Regions from separate parts of the Mus musculus genome. Here all the other regions are linked to region 2. Evidence: chromatin contacts called from public HiChIP or PLAC-seq and Micro-C data. All regions are on one chromosome and are shown on one strand. The core of a region is the stretch at or near the end of the contact, and the rest is flanking DNA. Distances in the headings are between cores, read along the strand shown. Region 1 holds the start of Ptpn4 (protein tyrosine phosphatase, non-receptor type 4). Region 2 holds the start of Inhbb (inhibin beta-B). Region 3 has its middle 21 kb from the start of Gm41934. Region 4 has its middle 29 kb from the start of Gm41934.

Region 1 (5,147 bases), core at 330-2,829, 410 kb before region 2:
CTGTATATCAAGTTGGCCTGGAACTCACAGAAATCCACCTTCCCCTGCCTCCCAAATGGCAGAATTAAAGGCATTCATCACTACCACCAGGAAAAACATTTTTTATAAATAAGGTCTCTAGTGACAGAGATTGAGATTAAGATCTAACAAGAACCCTGGCCACAGAAAAGGGCACCCCCCCCACCCCCAAGTGGGTAAAAACGTCAAGGACTTTTGAGGTGGGTCAAAGGATAAAGGAAAGGAATTGGCTGCCAAGTCTGGCTCAATCCTTGCGACCCACATAGGATTACCAACTCTCAAACCTTGTCCTCTGATAGACAGACAGACACACAGACAGATGGACACACATATTTTAGGTGTATACAAAATAAAGAAATGTAAAACAAACAAACAAACAAACAAAAACGAAAAACAAGCAAAGAGGAAATGTGAGGGTCCTCCCAACTTACCCTTCCTTCATTTGATCCTAGTTGAGGTCACCTATTCTATAGGAATGTTCTATCATCATCAAGTTTGTATTACCCAGAAAATATTAAGGGTATACCCTCCTCAAGGTCATGGCATGATAATACCAACCCTCATTCTTAAAATGATTGAACGACTTTGATTTAAAAAGCAGTGTTCCTTGCACACAGAAAGCACCTATCCTTTGTTTTATCCATGAAACGTCTTTTGCTTAGGCTTTGTTTTCAAGGGCCTTATGTTTAGGAGAACTGATTGAAAACTGCACTTCAAAGCCTATACCCTCTATTAGCACTTAGTTGGGACAACCTGATGCCAGGAGGTCGAGTTTCCCCACTCTGTGCTATTGCCCCTCTTTTGTGTCCCTAGAGTCCGTCAGTAAGTACATCTTAGAAGAGGGAGGAGGGGCAGAACTGACAGTCAAGGAACCAATCGCTGCCTGGCGATGGGGTGTGGACACAGAGCCACGCCCTCCCCTCCCAACCCGCTAAATCCCGTCTCTCTCGCACCTGTGAGTACCAGTGCTTCTAGGCAGGCGCCCGCGCTCCGAAACCGGGTAGGAGGCGGGAAGGAGGCGGAGCAGAGGGCGTGGCTTCACCTCTCGCGAGACCGCCTCCTGTTGCCGAGGCCGCCGTTCCGGGGCTCTGACTGGTCGGGGGCTGCGCAGCCGCCATGTTCGGTTGCTATGCTGCGGCCTCGGAGACGGGGTGTGCTTGAGAGAGGAGGAGGAGACGGAGGAGGCGGTGGAGGCGAGGGAGGAGGAGGAAGGAGAGGAGGAGGAGAAGGAGGAGGAGGGTGACCGAGGCTCTCCTTTGCACTCTCACACAGAGCCGCCTCCCTGGAGTCACCCGCCGCTTCACGCCGCGCGCGCTTCCCTGCTCCGCGGACGCGACATTGTTCTTTTAAGACTCCCGGGAGCTGTCAGAAATCGGGGCTCCGGGACTTGAAAGAGACTTGACTTCGGCCCGCAGCTTGCGGGGACCGCGGCACTTTCGGGGCGCGTGTGAAGGGATTAGCTCATCTCGCCGCGAGGTGCGAGCGCGCGCCTCCCCGCGCACGCCAGCCCCGCCGCAGCCCCGCAGGATGACGGGGTGCAGGCGGCCCGCGGCCGTGGCGCGGCCGCTGTGGCGGCGGCTGTTCTCGGGACGCTGAGGGCGAGCACCTCGACGCGGACCACGCGCTTCTTTCACCCGGCCGCGAGCCCGGGGCCTCCTGCCTTTTTGTATTTGGATTCCCCCCCCCCCCCCCCTTTCTCCAGCCGGGAGGACGCGGCTGTGATAACGAAGGTAAGAGAGGCGCTTGGGGCGGTCCTTCGCTCGGCCTGTTTGGGCCCCCTTTGCAGGTCGTGGGCGCGCACCTGAAGCTCGCCGAGCCGGGCGGCCAGACTACCCGATCGACTTCCCTTTTCTTAGTGGGTCGGAGCACTCGAATCTTCCTGGGGTTTATAGTTGAAATCTGCTAGGGATGAGTGCACGGGAGAAGGGGTGGAATAGATGCGGAGATGAAATGTTCCTAAACTCAAGGTAAGGCTGGAGAATCTTCAGTATTTCATTTGTGGGATTCTTTTTTCTAATTGTTAATGTTAGGTTAATTGACTCATATAAGCATCTTTATTTTTTTTCCGCACGCGGTAGGAACACACGCTATCTTCCATTGAACTTGAAAGTCTCTTGTGACTTGCTAGTATTATACTTGCTTTTAGGAATCAGTAGTTGGGCCCAAAAAGTTGAGATGTAGAACATCTGAACTTAGATTTTTCATGCTGCTTTGGAATCGTCCCTACCTTCATGATGTTTAGATTCAGCGTGAGTATGTAGTCAAGAACAGATCGGTGTTTGTGGGGTTTTGTAAAATGTTAAGCACAGTCATTTGTGGCTTTCTGGCTTTACATTTTTGTTTCGGTGTCAATGTTTGTTTTATAGTTACTTACAGGAAAAATGGAGCGTATGATTATCCTTTGTGGACAGGAACTGTGCTTACCAAAGCGTAGACACCTCAATTGTCCCAGGACGATTTCTGGAAATCAGTTCAATCAGAGATTCAAGAAAAGCTAGATGTGTGTGTGTGTGTGTGTGTGTGTGTGTGTGTGTGTGTGTGTGTGTAGGTAGTTAAATGCATGTATGGATGCATTTGCTGGGGTTTCTAAAGTAATGGAACAATTTACAGTTTCAATGATAATCCATATCGATGTTTCCCTGAAACTTATGTCAGAGACTTTATGTTTGGCTTTGCATCACAGAGTGACATCAGTGTGGACAAGGACTACGTAGGGGGTTTTAAAAACTGCCTGTTCCAGGAGGACTAGTCATACCTAACTTTTGGAATAAGCAATTCAAGAAATACTGAGTGTGTGACCAGATCTTGGGTCCAGATGAAATAACACAGTTATTTGGTCACATTTAAAAGATGGCTGTGGAGGAAAAACAAGAAAAGCTAATGTATCTGACTTGTAAAGTCAGACTAGAAGACTGGAAGGGCAAATATGGCAGCCTTTTGAGAACCCTGGGTTTGTGAACAAACATAAGTGTGTCAAAGGGGAAAACTTGTTTTCCAAAACGGGAGGGATGACCTTAAACAATTATTCAGAGTACCTAGTAGACTATAACCTAGATATATTATTTAAATCTTGAATTTGAGGATTACAAATTTAATACTCTTTTAAAGAAAAAGCCAGTTTACAAGGAGAAGCTTATGAGCTGTCTAGAACCATTTTATTCACTCATACGATCAGTCATGCCACCTTTTTTGTCAGAATACATTTCTGCTCCAATTAACACAGAAGCTATTTTTGTGTCTCTTCACATTTTTATGGCATTCTTATCTTTGTTCATATTTTGTCATAGCACATGTGCATGAATGTGATCTTGATTTCTAAGATCTACGTAGTTATGTTTGTATGTGTACATGAGTACATGACAGTGTTTTGTATTTACCTGCTCCTTAAACATTTGCTAAAAAGATTGTTTTAAACACAAGGAATCATCACTGGTTTAATAGTTTTTCTTAATACTGAGTTGGTTACAGTTTGTTAAGGTAGAAGATCAGAGATTCCTCAAAAGTAGTAACAGATGATTGAATATACTCACTTGGTTCTCATCTTGGGTTCCTAATGGCTTCTAGGTGGTGGTAAATTGTGTCAAGTCTTCTCTCCTCCCCCACCATGTCCTAATTTAGTAGCTTTAAAACGTTCCTAGTAACATTGTTGCTTTAAATTTATGACACTAATTTCTAATTTAAGCTAGGCATAACACCAGCATCTATTGAACACATTTGCTAAAAATACTTTCTGGGTCGGATGTACTTAGAATGCAGCCTCAGGAAGATTCACTTGAACGGTTCTAGTGTGACCAGTTGTGGATATTATTTTTAAAAGAACTTTAATAAAATTATAGAATCTTATTAATAAGATTTTTATCAGTTTAGGCATAGGTGCCACCTTTTTAGTATATAAAATGAGACAGTAATAAATTTTTGTGTGATAGCAATAGAAACTTTTTTCAGATTTTAAGAAAACTTATGTGAACTCTGTTGATTCTTAAGTACTCTGGTTTGTATACCTGAAATGTTTTAATTTTATGTATTGCAAATAGAGTTCTAAAATGATGTATAGTGTGGATTATTTATTTAGTATATATGGCCTTTCCTTAACTCTGAAAGGGAGACCAGTAGTTAGGTTTTTGAGTGAATTATCTTTAAGGAGCAAAATACGAATTAGATAATTTAAAGGAGATGCTTACTGAGAGCACTTCTTTCCTCCTCTGAGAGTTTTTTTTGTTTAAAAGCAAGAAACCTTAAAAAACATGTAGGAGTCTAGTCTTGTTTGGTAGATGTTTAAGGGCAAATGGTTTAAAGGTCTGTTTGAATTTTTTTCATACTAGGAATGCAAAATTTGTGAATTTGTTAGGAATGTAAGTCTATGCATTATGAATTAATGTAGCTAAATAGACATTGTTACTCATCAATGAAATTTGCTTATTGATAGAAATATACTGGTTTACAAACTGAGCTGAGTTTTGGTATTTTTTTCTGGATTTTTGCATGTAACAAAGTTTTTAAATGATACAGTTCAAAAATGTTAAATTTACTGGCTCAGTAGAAGCCTTAAAGATTAATTTCTGGAAGTTGGATTTTTTTGAGGGGAAGAGGCCAGTAAAGTACTGTAGAGAAACATTGGTATGTTTCATGTAGTGTTCAATTAGCACAGATAGTGAGAAGGAACATAATGAAGAAGTAATATAGAATATTCTTTACTGGCATAGGAGAACAGTTGTCTAGAAATTTATTTTATAGCCTTTGAATGAGAATTAGGTGTAGTCATAAAATATAAGGGATGTTTATTATATTCACTGTTATCTTTTATTTCATTATTCCCTGGTAGAAACAGTGAAAGAAAGGTATGAGTATTTGAAGAAATTGGTAAGAACTGAATGCTTAAGAGGAAGGCATTAATTTGGGAGGCTAGCTTATTTCTGTCTTCTCACAGGAGGTTCTGTGGAGTACTAGACAGAAAGAAGATCCAGAGGGGGAAGACTGTTAGTATTATCTGTTGAGTTCCAGACAGTGTACATATAAAAAAGTTATTTCACTGAACTATCAAATATACTCTTAATGTGTGTTTATTAGTTCACTTGTATGTCAACCTTGTGCCATTTGCTCCTGTTCAAGCAGAATTCAAACCATGCCTG
Region 2 (4,652 bases), core at 926-3,425:
GAGCTGGGGGGAGGGGAAGGGGTCATTAAACCTTTCATTGGCTTAATGACTTCTCTCCTTCATTCATCAGTCGTTCCTTCCTAAGCCCTCCCTGGTCATCTGTCAGGTCTGGCACTAGACAGAGCCCGTGAGACCTAGCCCCTGTGCTGGAGCTAAGTCAGGCAATGAGGCAGCCAGCCAGGCACTGGGCACCTACCTAATTAGATAAATCACTTCCCTGGGGCACAGAGGGCCAGTGAGGGCTTCACCCAGGAGGAAAGACTGGGCTAAATCTTAAAGACCAAGGATGAAATAGCCAAATAGTGGGTGGATCTGCTTACAGAAAGAGCCAGAGGGTCAGATTGTGTATTGTGCCTGGAGTGTATACACAAAAGTCTGAGGTGGGGCAGGTAGGCTCAGGACCATATTCAGGTTGGGCTGTCACAGGCTGCCAGGAGCATCTCCTAGTTGCCCAAGGGCTCACTGGACCCTGAAAGGGCGGGGGAAAGGACACAGGACAGGAACAGCAAAGAATGGGTCTCCTAAGGGCAGAAGGGCTATTATCGTCTGGATTCTGCGGGGGCGGGAAGGAGAGGGGCTCTTGCTTCAGACTCAGAGTTGGTTAAGTCAGACCCGCCCTAGTTTTGCCCCGCAGACTTCTGGTCTGTTCCTCCTACAGGGAGAGAGGGGGCGCTCTGCTCCCAGACTTTCGTGCTTCCGCGGAACTGCTGTTCTGGCTAAGGTCCACAGGGTAGGGTTGTCTTGGGAAGTTGGGAAGCAATGGATGTTGGTGGAACGACCCCCCTCCCCAAGTCTGAGGTGTCTTTAGGGAGGGTTGTCCCGATTCCAAAGAGAACCATCCATGCGTCTACCTCTCAGTCTTGCCTGTCGTTAGGTGAGCCTATTGTGGGTAAGCGTCCTGGGAAGGGGGGGGGGGGGCTGTTTGCAGGCAATGTGTTCTGGTCTCTGGGAACTGTGCCCCGTGGGCATTGTCGTCCCAGACCCAGGTAGGGTCGGGAAAAGAGACAGAAAGAAGAGGGTACATTTGCAGTTCTCTAGTCAGTACTGGGAGTCAGACTCCCACCCATTACTGGCAGCCAGAAGAGCGTCCCAGAACCATCTTTATATCCGCTTCTGCGAGGTTGGTTTAGTCTGTTTGGACCTCCCAAAGCACCAGTGTGGTGCAGGTATCACAGTGCCCCTTTACAGCCGAGAGAGAGAGAGAGAGAGAGAGAGAGAGAGAGAGAGAGAGAGAGAGAGAGAGAGAGAGAGAGAGAGAGAGAGAGAAAGAGGCAGGGCAAGGTGAGGTTGGACTGGATTCAAATCCGGTAGTACCTGAGCCCTTCATTAGAATCTGGGTTTGTCTGAGGCCAAGTGTGACAAGACACGAATGGGACAGTGGAGACCCCAACAGTCTGGCAAGCCCTGAGCCTCCAGAGACCTTGGGTCCTCAAAGATGGGTTCCCAAACAATGCAGGTAGACCCTCGGGCCAACTACAGCAGAGCTGGCCAAGCCTCCAGCAGCCTCCGCTTCCCTTACTCTTCTAGCCCAGGGGGTTAACCCATCGCCCATTGGGACAGCGGCCTCGGACGCTAGAAGAGGGCGCTGTAGCCCGAGGGTGGCATCCAGCCGCACCTCTTCTCTGCTGCATTCGAACTTACTCCCCACCCCCACCTAGCAGATTGGATAGCGAAAGATCGTCCCTTGAAGGCTCTAGGGGCAGCTGCGGCGAGAGAGGGTCGCCCGTCCCGGTTGTGAAAGGCGACAATTTGGGACGGGGGCGGGGGGCGGCTTTCGTGGCCCTGAGTAAGGGGTGTCCAGAAGCACCCGGATCCTACACCAGGAGCGTGTCGGTGCCATTTATCCATCGCCCCATGGGGCGAGGGTCTGGAGCACTCACGTGGTGGGAAAGTTTCGAGGTAGCAAAAGTGGCCTGGCATCGCGGGGGGGGGGGCGCAGGGTGGAGAGAACCTTCTTGCCCCTCCTCGCCAAGGCAGAAAGGGAAAGAGCGGAGGGAAGAGGGGGTGGGAGGAGGATCAGGCAGCAGCGACCTGCAGAATCCGCCTCCCCCTCCGCCCCCGGGACGCCCGAGTAGGGAGGCGCGGACCGTCTCCTCCCGCACTGCCCGGACGACACTCCCCCTCCCCCCTTTTTTTCCTGCCAACGTCTATCTCAACGCGCGCGCACATACGGAGATTGTGCGGCTTTTTTACCCCTCGGGAAAAAAAGAACAGGGAGTGGAAAGGAAGAGAAGGCAAAGCGAAGAACTCCTCGGGCGCGCTCTGCACTCCGAGCCACGGCTGGGCGCGGGGACGCTGCTGCCACCGCCACCGCCGACTCGCTCTCTCCCCGGCCCTGCAGCGTGTGCCAGTGGGAGCGCGAGCCAGGGCACTCGATTCTGGGGACACAGAGAGACTTTTGGCCGCCACTGCCGCGGCAGGCAGAAGAGACAGCGGCGAGAAGGGCCCTGCCACCGCCTTTCCCTCCTCCGCCGCCCCGGCCGGCCCGCTCAGGCGGCCAGGCACAGGGAAGCAGGGAGGAGCAGAGGCCCAGGAGAAGCGCGCCGCGGCTCGCCCGCCCGTGGATGCGGCGCCCGGGGGAGCCTGGAGACAACTTTGCCGGGTGACGCGCTGGGAGGACTGCAGGGCCCGCCGCCCAGGAGGGCTCGGCACCTCCTGTAAGAAGGGCCCGCGCAGCGGCGCTCCCCCGCACAGCTCTCTCTCCTCCCGCCGGCCCGGAGCAGGGGAGAAGGACCTGCCCATCACCGCCGCTGCCTCGGGCGGCCGTGTCCTCGCTGCGAGCAGCGACAGGGCGAGGCGCTCAGGTGCGGTCGCGGGGCCCCAGCCGCAGCGCCCTCCGCAGCGCCGCGCCCGGGGTCTCCGGCACCTTCGCTTCAGTCTCCAGAGCGACTTGCGCCCGCTGCCGCCTCTTCCCTCCACCTTTCCAGCCCGGCCGAGCCAAGCCACCGTGCCAGCACCGCTGCTGCCGCTCCTCGCTTTCGCTTCACCCCGATCAGGGGGCTGCGGTGGCCCTCGACGCGGAGAGGATGGGCAGGCTGCAGATGCCTAGGCGCCCCGAGTCGTCAGCGCGCCACTGACCCGGCGGTCCCCCCCACCCCCTCACCGCCAGCCCGCGTTCCCTTCTGGTCCCCGCGGCGCCCCTTCTCGGCCGCGCGGGAACCCCCGCGGCCCGGCCGGCCCCCTCCCCCTGCGAGCCGGCGGCGGCGCTCCCGGCAGGCGGGCGGGCGGAGGCCCGGGCGGGGGCGGGGCGGGGCGGTGCGCCCAGAGCCCGGAGCCCGGCCCTGAGCTCGCTTCGCCTCGCCTCGCGGCGGGCGCCCTCGTCGCCAGCGGCGCACCATGGACGGGCTGCCCGGTCGGGCGTTGGGGGCCGCCTGCCTTCTGCTCCTGGTGGCCGGCTGGTTGGGACCCGAGGCCTGGGGCTCTCCCACACCCCCGCCGTCGCCCGCTGCGCCGCCCCCGCCCCCGCCACCCGGAGCTCCGGGTGGCTCGCAGGACACCTGTACGTCGTGCGGTGGCGGCGGCGGCGGCTTCCGGCGGCCGGAGGAGCTGGGCCGGGTGGACGGTGACTTCCTGGAGGCGGTGAAGAGACACATCTTGAGCCGCCTGCAGTTGCGGGGCCGGCCCAACATCACGCACGCTGTCCCCAAGGCCGCCATGGTCACGGCCCTGCGCAAGCTGCACGCCGGCAAGGTGCGCGAGGACGGCCGCGTGGAGATCCCGCACCTCGACGGCCACGCCAGCCCGGGCGCCGACGGCCAGGAGCGCGTCTCCGAGATCATCAGCTTTGCAGAGACAGGTGGGTTCGGCCACAGGGAAGCCAGAGGCGGCCGCGATCCCTCCCTTTTTCCTTCTCCTAGGAAGCCCTGCTGCCTTCACCGCCTCTGCAGCCCGCACGCCCCGAGGGCATTTAGGCTCCGGGCAGAGACGTTCTGCGGTGGCCTTGCGCGCTTCCCAGGGTGGCAGTCCTTTTCTATACTGCGCGCCCAGACTACAGATCCTTTGCGGCTTCCCTTTCCCTGCAGCAACTGGGAAGCACCCTGCCCTTCATCCTGGCTCACGGGAATTGGGCCCCAGCGCCTCTGGGCGCGCGTCCCCCTCCCGGCAGATGCGCGCAGCCCTGGCTCTGCGGGCACTTGCTTAGTGATTGCTTAATGTTTTTGTTTCCCACGATCCGAGTGTAGGCTTAGCAGTGTAGAGATGGAGATGTGTGTGCTTGTTGATATACGTGGGCAGGAGAGGAGAGGGAAAGGGAGAGAGAGAGGGAGAAAGAGAGGGAGAGAAAGAGGGAGAGAGAGAGAGGGAGAGGGAGAGAGAGAGGGAGAGAGAGAGAGAGAGAGAGAGAGAGAGAGAGAGAGAGAGAGAGAGAGAGAGAGGCTCCCGGGGCCGCTTGCGTCGCCCGGCGGCATGGGCTTGCCAGGATTGCTGAAGCATCGGTGGGGAGAGCTAGGCAACCTCCCTTCCGATTGTGTGGGCACCAGAGTCGGCGGAAGGCAGCTTCTCAACAGGTCCATCATTTACGCAAAGAAGCGGCTCAGGAACAGCCTCATGCCTTTAGGCTTGCCTGGCAGCAGCCGCAGCCCTCTCTGGTCCAGGGAAGAGGGGCAGAGTTTGTAGTTAACAAAGAGTGGGATTCCTTTCTGCAATGTCCTCCC
Region 3 (5,025 bases), core at 1,469-3,968, 270 kb after region 2:
TGAGTGCATGCACCCACTGCTGAGGTGGTGAAGACAAGGGGATTCCCAAAGTTCTGGTAAATCCAGCCTTTCATGTCAGTCTCTTGTGTCCTACTATTTACCAAGAAACAATCATCCTGCCCACTTCTGCAGCTTTCTGGGTCACTGGCCCTGACATGTTCCTGTCCCGTGTGGGGTTCAGGAGTTATCATGAATTCCCAGCTTTGGGGACTGAACTAGTTACTTTTCTGTTGTTGTGATAAAACACTGTGACCAAGGCAACTTATAGAAGGGAGGGTTTATTTGGTCTTCATATGCAGAGGGAGGAGAATATATCACGATGGGGAATTGTGGCAGCAGGCAGGCATGGTGGATGGATCTGGGTGCTGAGGGCTTACATCTTGAGCTACAAGTAAGAACCAGAGAGGGAACTGAGAAGGCTTCAAGGTTTGAATCCCCAAAGCCCATCCTTAGTGATGCTTCCCCCCAACCCTGCCCAAACAGCGCCACAACTGGTAGCCAGGTGTCCAAGGTGCTAGAGACTATGGAGAACATCTCTCTCAAGTCACCCCAGGAACCCAGCGGGAACCTGTGATCTTTTCAGTTCTAACTGCCTGTCATACTAGAGCCACACTTCAAGTCAAAGTGGCCAGATGATGTTGGCAGGAGGCTGATAAAGGGTACAGCCCAGGAGCCCACATGAAATGTCCCTGTGATGTACTGGAAACAGGGCGTCACTTTCATAGTCCATGTCACCTGCAGCCAGCTGCCACCATAGACAGCAGCCCAAGGGGACTATGCAGTGACGCCACCTACACTTGGCCTGAGTACACGAAGGGACATCAAGGGCTAAAGGAATGCAAGGGCAGAGATGCATAAATGGAGGAATGGGTTGCTGGCCATGTCTAGGAAAGAAGGTAGAGACTGGAGCAAGGTGTTTCTCAAGGGGCTCGTCAGACAACCCCAACAATAAGTAGTGCTGAGGATAGGTTGTCCTCAGGACCAAATGACACCTGTAATCCCAGAACCTCACCACTCTGAATGCCTTCTGTTTCCTGTCCTCCCACCTCTCCATCCCACGGTGGTGAGGGATACGCTCCAAGCAGCAGACAATGTACACTTCTGCGTAGCTTCGGGAGAAGGTCATGTGTGCAGGCGGGATTTACATCAACTTGACACAAGCTCAAGTCATTTGGGAAAAGAGAACCTCAATTGAGAAACTGCCCCCAAAGGATTAGCCTGTGGGTGAGCCTCTGGGGCATATTCTTGAATGATGATTGATATGAGTATGGACAGTTCACTTTGGGTGGCGCCACCCCTGTCCTGGTGGTCCTGTGTGCTATAAGAAGGCTGACTGAGCAAAACATAGGAAGCAAGCCAGCAGGGAGTGCCCTCCATGGCCTCTATGTCAGTTCCTGCCTCCACAATTCTGCTGTGAGTTCTTGCTCTAACCGCCTTTGATAATGGTTTGTGGTATGAAATTATAAGTTGAAAAAACCCCTTTCTTTTCCAAGTTGCTTTTGGTCATGGTGTTTTATCTCAGTAATAGAAACCCTAAGTAAGACATCAGTAAGAGAGGTGTTTGTCACCAGCTGATGTGCACCTTGTAGGGAAAAACGCTCCTTACCCACCATCAGTGGGAACCAGGAAAGGCTTGCCAAAGGGCCTGTCATAATACCCTCAGCCTGGGGCTCCATGACAAAGGGACAGCCAGATAGAGATGTCACCAATGTCTTGTTGCCAGACCTGAATTGAGTTGAGCTGTCCCTATACCAAGAAAACCTGGAGCCCCTGTGAGATGTGAAGGGGATACTGGACAGCACAGGGATGAGACTTGAACTGTTGGCCATGGGGTGCAAGAAGGTGAGCTGGGAGGGTCCCCAAGGTTCTGGAGAATGGGGAAGGGCAGGCCAATGGCAAATCAGGAAGACTTAGAACAGCAAGAGGTAAGGTAAGGAGAGATGCTGGATAGGAGTGGTCCTCCCTATACCTGCAGTGCTATGACCCTTTGTCAAGGGCAGGCAATGCAGAATGGTGAAGGGCTACTCTCCCAGGGCTGCACTGTTTTGAATACATACTGCACACTGCAATGTATACCACACTGACCACCAGACTACACATGTGCACACAAACTTCATATACACACAGCACCTGTGTACATTGATCACACAATACACAGACCAATTACATATATATATATATATATATATAGAGAGAGAGAGAGAGAGAGAGAGACTATACTTATACACTTAAAATGGACCCAAGAACACATACTTCATAGATTCATAGATTATATACACATATATTCACTGCACACACAGCATATCAATGCTTAGAACACCGTATACAGAGTGTACACACACTGCACATACACAAAGTACACATGTGCATAGAATACAGATCACATATACAACACACATCATTTACACAAGCCTGGGATTCTATACCCACTTGACAGATGAGAACTCCAGACATGTCTAAACAGTGCTGTGGGTGAGCCGTGAGGCTGAGGCTAGAGCTCCCAGACTTCTAGTGTTAGCTGCTTTGCCCTTTGCTGTGAATAAACACCTGAAAAAGCAGCCTTGGGGAGGAGGAGTTTGGTTTCTGTCAACTTGATACAAATGCAAACATATCCGGAAGAGGGAATGTCAGATGAAAACTTGTCTCCATCAGATTGGCTTGTAGGCAAGTCCTTGGGGACTTTTTTTTTTTTGATTAACAATTGATATAGGAGGGCCCACCCCTCTGTGGGTGGTGCATCCCTGTGCAGGTGGTTCTGGGTGGAGTAAGAAAGCAGTGGAAGAAGGCAGTAAGCAGCATTTTCCATGCCCTTTGCTTCCAGGCTCCCGCCTTGAGTTCTTGCCCTTACCCACTTTGTGGTAGATGGCAATAGGAGGTAAGCCCTTCACTCTGCAAGTTGCTTTTGTCTGTAGTCTCCATTGCAGTGATAGAAACTTACCTGAGACCCATTTATTTTGACTCACAGTTTGAGAGGATACAGTTCACCGTGTCTGGGACCTGTAGCAGGAGCTTTGAGGCATCTGGCCACATAGCATCCATAACAGACAGGAGCAGAGAGATATGGATGCTGGCGCTCAGCTCACTGTCTCCCTTTGTTTAACACAGTACCCCAGTCCAAGGAATGATACTGCCCACAGTTAAGATGGCTCCTCAGTTAACCCCACCTGGACACTCTCTCAGAAATCTGTTTCCACAGAAGTCTAGATTCTGTCAAGTTGACAATGAGCACCAACTGTCACTCCTGGGTTGTCCCGCTGTATACTCTGTGGCATCTCTGAGGATTAGGGAACCCAGCAAAAGAGGGGTTCGTTCACAAAAGTGGCCTGTGGTAGTAAGACTTGATTCCCAGCTGTCTGGATATCCCCTAAGCTATCTGCAAAGCTTGCTGAAGGCCCCTGGCCTCAAAAATCCACTGTGAACTCAGATGCCAATGCCCTATTTGACATGGCACAGTGCTGTGTGATTGCTTTAAAGTGGTGTATTTGTACTGGCAGGGGCAGGCGGTCACTCATGCCTGGCACAGCTGCCCTCAGTTTCTTTCATCAAAGGTGAAGCAAGACTCTGTCCAGGTAGTCCAAGAAATAGAAAGACCAGCACAGGCATGAGACACTCAGTCTGGCCCTGCTGTGTGTGCCTCCCTGGCTTCCTGGTGAGCCCTAGGCTACCGACACCACCCATGGTTTGGGATTCCATGGGCACTGGTGAGAATGGGCCTTACCTGCTGTCTTGCATCCCAGTTGAGGTTCACATGGAGAAGAGGCAGGTCTGAAGCTAGCCTTGGGCTTGTCCCCTCTGCAAGCCCTTGGGACTGAGGTCACCATTGCAAACACTTCTAATGCCATCTTACAACTTGGTGAGTCTTTAATCACAAGTTATAATGGCTGCTTCAGGTGTTTACCCCATTCACAGCTTACACCTCCCATGAAACAAGGGGAAACCTGTAAAGTCGTTTATACACAATAGAATACTGCTCAACTCAAGTACGAGTATGCCTGACCTGATGGGTATATGGCCCAGGGTAGCCTTGAGTGCAGCCCAACACAAAAGTATAAACTCACTTCAAACCTTCTGAGACTCTTTGTGTGTGTGAAAAAATGTTAAAATTGTGTGTGTGTGTGTGTTTGTGTCTGTGTGTGGCCTACATTAATGTCTATGCACCACATGTGTGTACACATGTGCGTAACACCTGGAACTGGTGTTACAGAAGGTTGTGAGCCACTACTACATGGGCACCAGGAATTGAACCCAGATCTTCAGGAAAAACAGCCAGTGTTTGAACTGCTGAGCCATCTTTCTGGCCCTCTTTTGTGATTACAAAACAAACCTTTATACATATTTATTTTGTGTGGGGGGTGGGTGGTAAAATAACTTTCAATGGTAGAATTTCTCTTTTCACCATGTGGGTCCCCAGGATCGAACTCAGCGTGCCAGGCTGCTTGGTGGCAGGTTCTTCTACCTCTGAGTCACTCACCAGAACTGGGCATGTTTGTAACTTGATTACATGGTCCTCAAACACGAACTTTGCAGATGACAACATCATGTCACAATGTCATCTTCTTCAAAGTTTGTGCTCCAGAACACCCCCGCCCAGTTACTACTGCTGAGATGGAAGGGAGGGAGAGAGGGAGGGAGGGAGGGAGGGAGGGAGGGAGGGAGGGAGGGAGGGGGAGAAAGGAAACCCTTATAATGTTTGCAGTAGCTTTATGGTTTTGTGTGAGGCCACATTCGGAACTATCCAGTTTCACATGTGGCTTGACGGCATCATGCCGGACACACTTGTAAGACATAAGCTGTTGCCAAGACTTTACAACACTGTCCAGATGCCCCTCTTCCCTGATGAGAAGCTGACATGTCCCCATAAATTCCCTCTTCAAGACTGCTGCCACCCTGCTGTGCTTCCATGTGCACCCAATTCCTTTCCCTAGCTACGCCATTAGAGATGCACGTGATCTTGGACAGTAGATGAGGTCATGTCCTGTTAGGAAACCTGGTTAGAGCTCATTCTCACCTCCTCTTGCTCTGAGG
Region 4 (4,712 bases), core at 1,129-3,628, 320 kb after region 2:
AGCAGGGAATAGAGATTCAGACCTCCAATGACACTGTCCCTGTCTTCTGGTTTCTCTCTTACTCCAAGCCTTCCCATGCCTGGCTGCCAGTCTCTGGGAGACATCTGGTAGCCCACAACCCTCGGCCTTTGGTCCTCCACAGCCTTGTCCCTTGAATTTCATATCACCTTCTATTTGACCTTTGCCCTCTGGCTCCCACATAAAAATCCCACCACAGGTCCATTCCTTCAGTTAATTCCTGCCATAGATCTGGATGTGGCTGTGGTCCAACTGGTGATGGGATAAGGGAATCGGGAGCAGGAGACAGAGGCTGGTGATACACAGGAGATGACGGAGGTCACAATGAAGAGATCTGTGGCAGCTGCTCCTTTTCATCTTGAGAGAACATCTGTGGATTGCAATGTTGTCACCAAACAAACACAAGTGAGGCTTAAGTTTCACAATCTGCACGGCTTGTTTCGTGCACCTTTGACAGTTCTTTCGTGTACCTGACAGTGGCAAGTTTCTCCCCCAGGAAGTTAGAAGCATGTGCCGCACCCCAAGGCCCCCCTCACCTCAATGACGTTATCCTGACACTCCCAGGCTGGCGACACTGTACTATCATCTTTCACGTGTCCCCTTTCAGCAGATGTAGCTTTGTGCATGCGTGCGAGTGTGTGTGCACATGTGTGTGTGTGCATGTGTGTGTGCATGTGTGAGCATGCATTATGTGCATATGTGTGTGTACACTTGAGTGTGTATGCACATGTGTGAATGTGTGTATGCAGGAGGGCATGCACTTGTGTGTGTTTCTAGATGGCCGATCCATGTCCCTGACTGCCTCTTCTGCAGGCTCTGTGAGGACCCTTGGACCCTCTGACTCAAGTATTCTACAGTCCACAGTACCACTCGGCCTCTCCAGGGCACTTTTTCCAGTTTTCACTGAATGTCTTTCTTCTCCCAGGAACCCTTTTCCTGGAGCCTCTGGGAGCATGGCAACCTGCTGGGTAGTCAGTCCCGCACCTCGCAGACCCAGGTGTGCCCTGAGCTCCTTCCCCCTGCCTATCAGTTCTGGGAATACTTCTTTCTGATGTTCCCCCCTCCCCTCCTCTGCTTCTGGCCATAGTCTCTTTTCTTAAAGCTGTGATCAGCCAGCCACTCTAGCATCACAAGGGCAAGAGAGACATGTGCTGGGGTCTGGGCTCAGGTCCCACCTACCTGTCTCCTCTGACTGGACCTCCCCATTTTGTGTTTGCAACGTGGAGCAGACTGAGGAATAGCAGGCTCAGGAGATAGCTCAGTAGGCAGGCTTCCTTGCCTGAGTTGTGCTCCCTCAACCAATGTAAAAGGCTGGGCATGGCCCCGTGTACCTGTTACCCAAGCACTTGGAAGATGCAGAGACTAGAAGACCTTTGGAGTTTGCTGGCTACCAACCTAGCTCCAAGTTCAGTAGGAGACCTTATCCTAAGAGAATAAGACAGAGTGTGATAGCAAAGGAACCTGGTGTTCGCCTCCAGCTCCAGCACAGACAAGAACACATACACCCCCACATACATGTGAATACATTATACAAGCATGTGCACATGCGTGGGAACACACATATATCCACACTAGCTTTGGGGCCCCCTAAACTCCTGTAACACAGCTTTAGACCCAAATAGCAAACTGGGAGCCTCAGTTGCCCTATGATACCCCCCTCCAAGATTGAGAAAATGGATGTCAAGTGACTGTGTAGAATCTTCCCGTTCCGTGACAAGGAAACAACATGGCTGCTTGTTGCAGTCAGTGCTCCCAGCATGAGACCCCCAGGTCAAGACCTTCTGTTTTCACCAGAAGACCCCATCAAACACCAAGCCTCCAGGTGAAGAAAGGGATTATCAGAGAAGACAAATGACTTGCCCCAATGTCACCAGCTGCCAAGTGGCAGAGCTGGCTGTGATTCCAGATTGGAGTCCCCCCTGCCCTCAGAAACAAGCCATCCTCAACCTTTTTCTTTAGGGAGCACTGGAGGACTGATTGACCCCTTGGGCTCCTTACTCCCTAGTCTCGGCTTGTCTTCAGCCTCTCTGGTCCCCATCCCTTCCAAACCTCAAGCTCGGAACAGGAGTCTGTCCAGATGGGCGTTTGCTTGCCAGCCCCACCTCCAGCCGTGTGACCCTCCTAATGCCAAGGGCCACCAAACACACGGGGGCCAGAGAAGGTCTCCAGGCAAAACCAGGACAGGAGCCAAACAGTGGCTCTGCCCTTCTCTCACAACGGTGGCTCTGGGCTGGGCACTGCCCTGGGAGCCAGAAGGAGAGGCGGTGCTGTCCCTGGCTGATCCCCGGTGCACAGGTGTTCTCTACAGCCCAGGGAAGGGAGGAGGGGGGCTGGGCAGCAAGGCCGCAGGCGAAGAGCTGCGAAGAACTATCTGTTGTTTCCTCCTCGGGCTCCGGGAACAATTCCCCTTTGAGCTTCTTGGCTGAGGTAGCTGAGAGAGTCTTTCTCCAAGGCTGATCTTGACAGATTGATTTATCTGTTTCGGTAACTTGGCCTTCCTGAGAAAGTGAGGCTCTGAGCCAGGCTGCCTGGGGACCAACCTGGGGAGCTGGAGAGCCTGCTCTTTGGGCTCAAGAGCAGACCCTGGGTTCCTCTCCCTGCCCTTACTGGAACCAAGGAGGTGAGGGGCATTTCACCAACTGCAGCCTGGCATCTATAGGCAGGTGGCTCCACCTCAGTTCCCCAGCCCCTGCTCACACGTGGGTGTCTTTGGTCCCATTTTATACCTGGGAAGATCACTACCCAGGACCATAGGGAACAGAGGTAGAGAACCGGACAGGAACTCAGAGCTCTGCTTCCTCCATATCAATCCTCATCTGCCTCAAAGAGGACCTTAAACTTGAACCTCAGAGGGAAGCTTACCAGCATGGCCTCCCCAGCTGGGGCCCGGCCCTCCTGCCTGCCCTTCCCAACGTTCCCTGACTTAAGCTTCATGCTCCAGCCCAGACTTGCTTTGCCTTAGCGCGCGCGCACGCGCGCACACACACACACACACACACACACACACACACGCCCCATGCATACCCACTTGCTTGTCTCCCATCATTCTGTCCACACCCCAGGCAAGGCCAGGCACTGAGGGAGGGTTCCTATATGTTGGGAAAGGAAGGAGGGAGGAAATGAAAGATTGGAAGGAAGGAGAGAGGGTGAGAGAAGAGAGAGGAGGGCAAGGAAAGGTGTGAGGGGAGAAGGGGGAGGAAGGACAGAGAGAGTGGAAGTGACATCCCAGAATCCCTGAGCCCACCATGACGTCTGTACACTGGCTGCCTATAGCTTAAGTATCATGTTTAAGAGACAGGAAAAGAGCCCGATGCTGTCTTGAGTGGAGTCCTTGGACTCTGTCCTGAGTTTGGATACTGGTGTGAGGACAGGAAGCTGCCGTTTCTCTTTCCTCTGCACACACCCTAGCTGCCCTGGGCTATGGTCTGAAGTCTAGGCAGCCTCAAGTCCGTCCAGCCGAACTGCTGAGCTGAGGGTGTCACTCTGCCCACTTCCTGTCTGAGCAATGACATTGCAGGGTCAGGGGCACCTGGGACTGGCTGCCTGTTGCTCTCCTCTCTAATCCCAAACTGAATAGCCTGAGATGGTTTTAGCAGAGCCCCAGTCCTGCTCCAGCCACCTCTGTAGGAATCCACAGTCCCTCCTCAGAGGGGACACACTCATCCACAATGCCCTTTGACTCCATCAGCAGTGAGCTGGGTCCACAGCCACAGGCCTGGCAGAGCCCTCAGGCCCCCAGAACCCGGCCTGCTTGCTTCAACCTCCTGCACAGACCTAAGCTTTATTTCTGAAAGGGGAGTTCTCTGGGTAGCCAAAGCTGACCTCAAGCTGATATCCTCCTGTTTTTAACCCGGAGTAGTTGCCACGCCAGCTACAGCATGACCAGCTTTTTGGAGGTGTGTGTGTGTGTGCGCGCGCGCACAAAAACAAAAACAAAAACAAAAAATGAACTCTATCAGATGAGCCCACAGCCACGACATGCACCATGCATTCATACATCAGAAGCTTGCTATTATCTGGCTACAGAATCCAGGCCCACATACTAGCTGTGCAGACCCCAGGGCGACTATGCCCCCTCACTTGGCCTAGGAAAGGCCTGATGGCTGGCTCTGGGTTGCAGCATGTGCCCACTTCCAGCTCCTCAGATGTTACTGAGTGCAGACGAGACCTGTCATGGCCACTCTGCAATCCTACCTCTCAGATACCACAGTGGAAACTTCCGGGCAGACACCAAGTATGGCAATATTCTGCTCTGATGTCCCCATCATACAGACAAGAAGCATAGATTCTGAGAGATATCACCCTTCCCAGACTTCAGGTACCCTGAAGGAGTCCAGGTTTGGGATGTATCATGGGTAGGTTTTACTGAAACTGACTCTGGAGGTGATGGGAGGGAGGGAGGGGTGCATCATACAGACCAACCTAGCTCTGGCTGGCCGAGATCAGCCCAGGCCGGGCAGCCCACACACAGCATGCGGGGAAACAGCAGGCCTTACTGAGCTACCATGCACATGGACTCCTTATGCAGGTTTCCACACACAGAGAGGCTGGGCAAGCAGCTAACACTACCTCCTCCTGGGCACTGTGCAAACCGTAGCACATGAGCCAGGTCAACACTGACCTCACAGAAGTGACCGTCCTGCCAACACTTTGGTAAGGACTGTCCCAGGTTGAAGATGGTGGGTAGAGGATAA

Evidence for each region. A called contact is a pair of places that touch in the nucleus more often than the background predicts. HiChIP or PLAC-seq counts read pairs in DNA pulled down with a chosen protein or histone mark.
Region 1: a contact with region 2 is called in a Micro-C map of embryonic stem cells, with 4 times the contacts expected there. The contact joins the promoter of Ptpn4 here to the promoter of Inhbb in region 2. A contact is called at or near these places in 2 of 484 Hi-C or Micro-C datasets (both in embryonic stem cells) and 1 of 115 datasets of contacts at active chromatin or transcription factors (astrocytes).
Region 3: a contact with region 2 is called in an H3K27ac HiChIP or PLAC-seq map of embryonic stem cells, with 8 times the contacts expected there. The contact joins the enhancer-like site here to the promoter of Inhbb in region 2. A contact is called at or near these places in 2 of 39 promoter capture datasets (the SN4741 cell line and embryonic stem cells), 18 of 484 Hi-C or Micro-C datasets (the HL-1 cell line, brain, embryonic stem cells and 7 more), 15 of 115 datasets of contacts at active chromatin or transcription factors (craniofacial prominence, embryonic basal ganglia, embryonic forebrain and 7 more) and 3 of 9 other capture datasets (adipose tissue, embryonic stem cells and liver).
Region 4: a contact with region 2 is called in an H3K4me3 HiChIP or PLAC-seq map of stem cell-derived neural progenitor cells, with 52 read pairs. The contact joins the enhancer-like site here to the promoter of Inhbb in region 2. A contact is called at or near these places in 19 of 39 promoter capture datasets (the 3T3-L1 cell line, 3T3-L1-derived adipocytes, the C10 cell line and 11 more), 5 of 15 datasets of contacts at CTCF or cohesin (embryonic stem cells, hippocampal excitatory neurons and stem cell-derived epiblast-like cells), 137 of 484 Hi-C or Micro-C datasets (the 3T3-L1 cell line, 3T3-L1-derived adipocytes, the AML12 cell line and 61 more), 27 of 115 datasets of contacts at active chromatin or transcription factors (SST interneurons, VIP interneurons, astrocytes and 16 more) and 3 of 9 other capture datasets (adipose tissue, liver and pancreatic islet).

Annotation. Positions count from the first base shown.
Region 1 is chr1:119,833,503-119,838,649 of GRCm38.p6, reverse strand. It overlaps Ptpn4 (protein tyrosine phosphatase, non-receptor type 4), which reads left to right and starts at 1,579. Exons shown (of 27, transcript NM_019933.2): 1 at 1,579-1,748.
Region 2 is chr1:119,419,771-119,424,422 of GRCm38.p6, reverse strand. Inhbb (inhibin beta-B) reads left to right here and starts at 2,175. Exons shown (of 2, transcript NM_008381.4): 1 at 2,175-3,796. The coding sequence starts at 3,337.
Region 3 is chr1:119,145,369-119,150,393 of GRCm38.p6, reverse strand. No RefSeq gene overlaps it. Among named protein-coding and RNA genes, the nearest start is that of Gm41934, 21 kb to the right of the region's middle. Within about 2 kb of position 2,718, at least 4 of the 459 cell types and tissues checked have an H3K27ac peak or open chromatin away from gene starts, as enhancers often do. A contact at or near this core is called in embryonic stem cells, where this site is marked.
Region 4 is chr1:119,095,852-119,100,563 of GRCm38.p6, reverse strand. No RefSeq gene overlaps it. Among named protein-coding and RNA genes, the nearest start is that of Gm41934, 29 kb to the left of the region's middle. Within about 2 kb of position 2,378, at least 12 of the 459 cell types and tissues checked have an H3K27ac peak or open chromatin away from gene starts, as enhancers often do. A contact at or near this core is called in the P5424 cell line, cerebellum, oligodendrocyte precursor cells and 1 more, where this site is marked.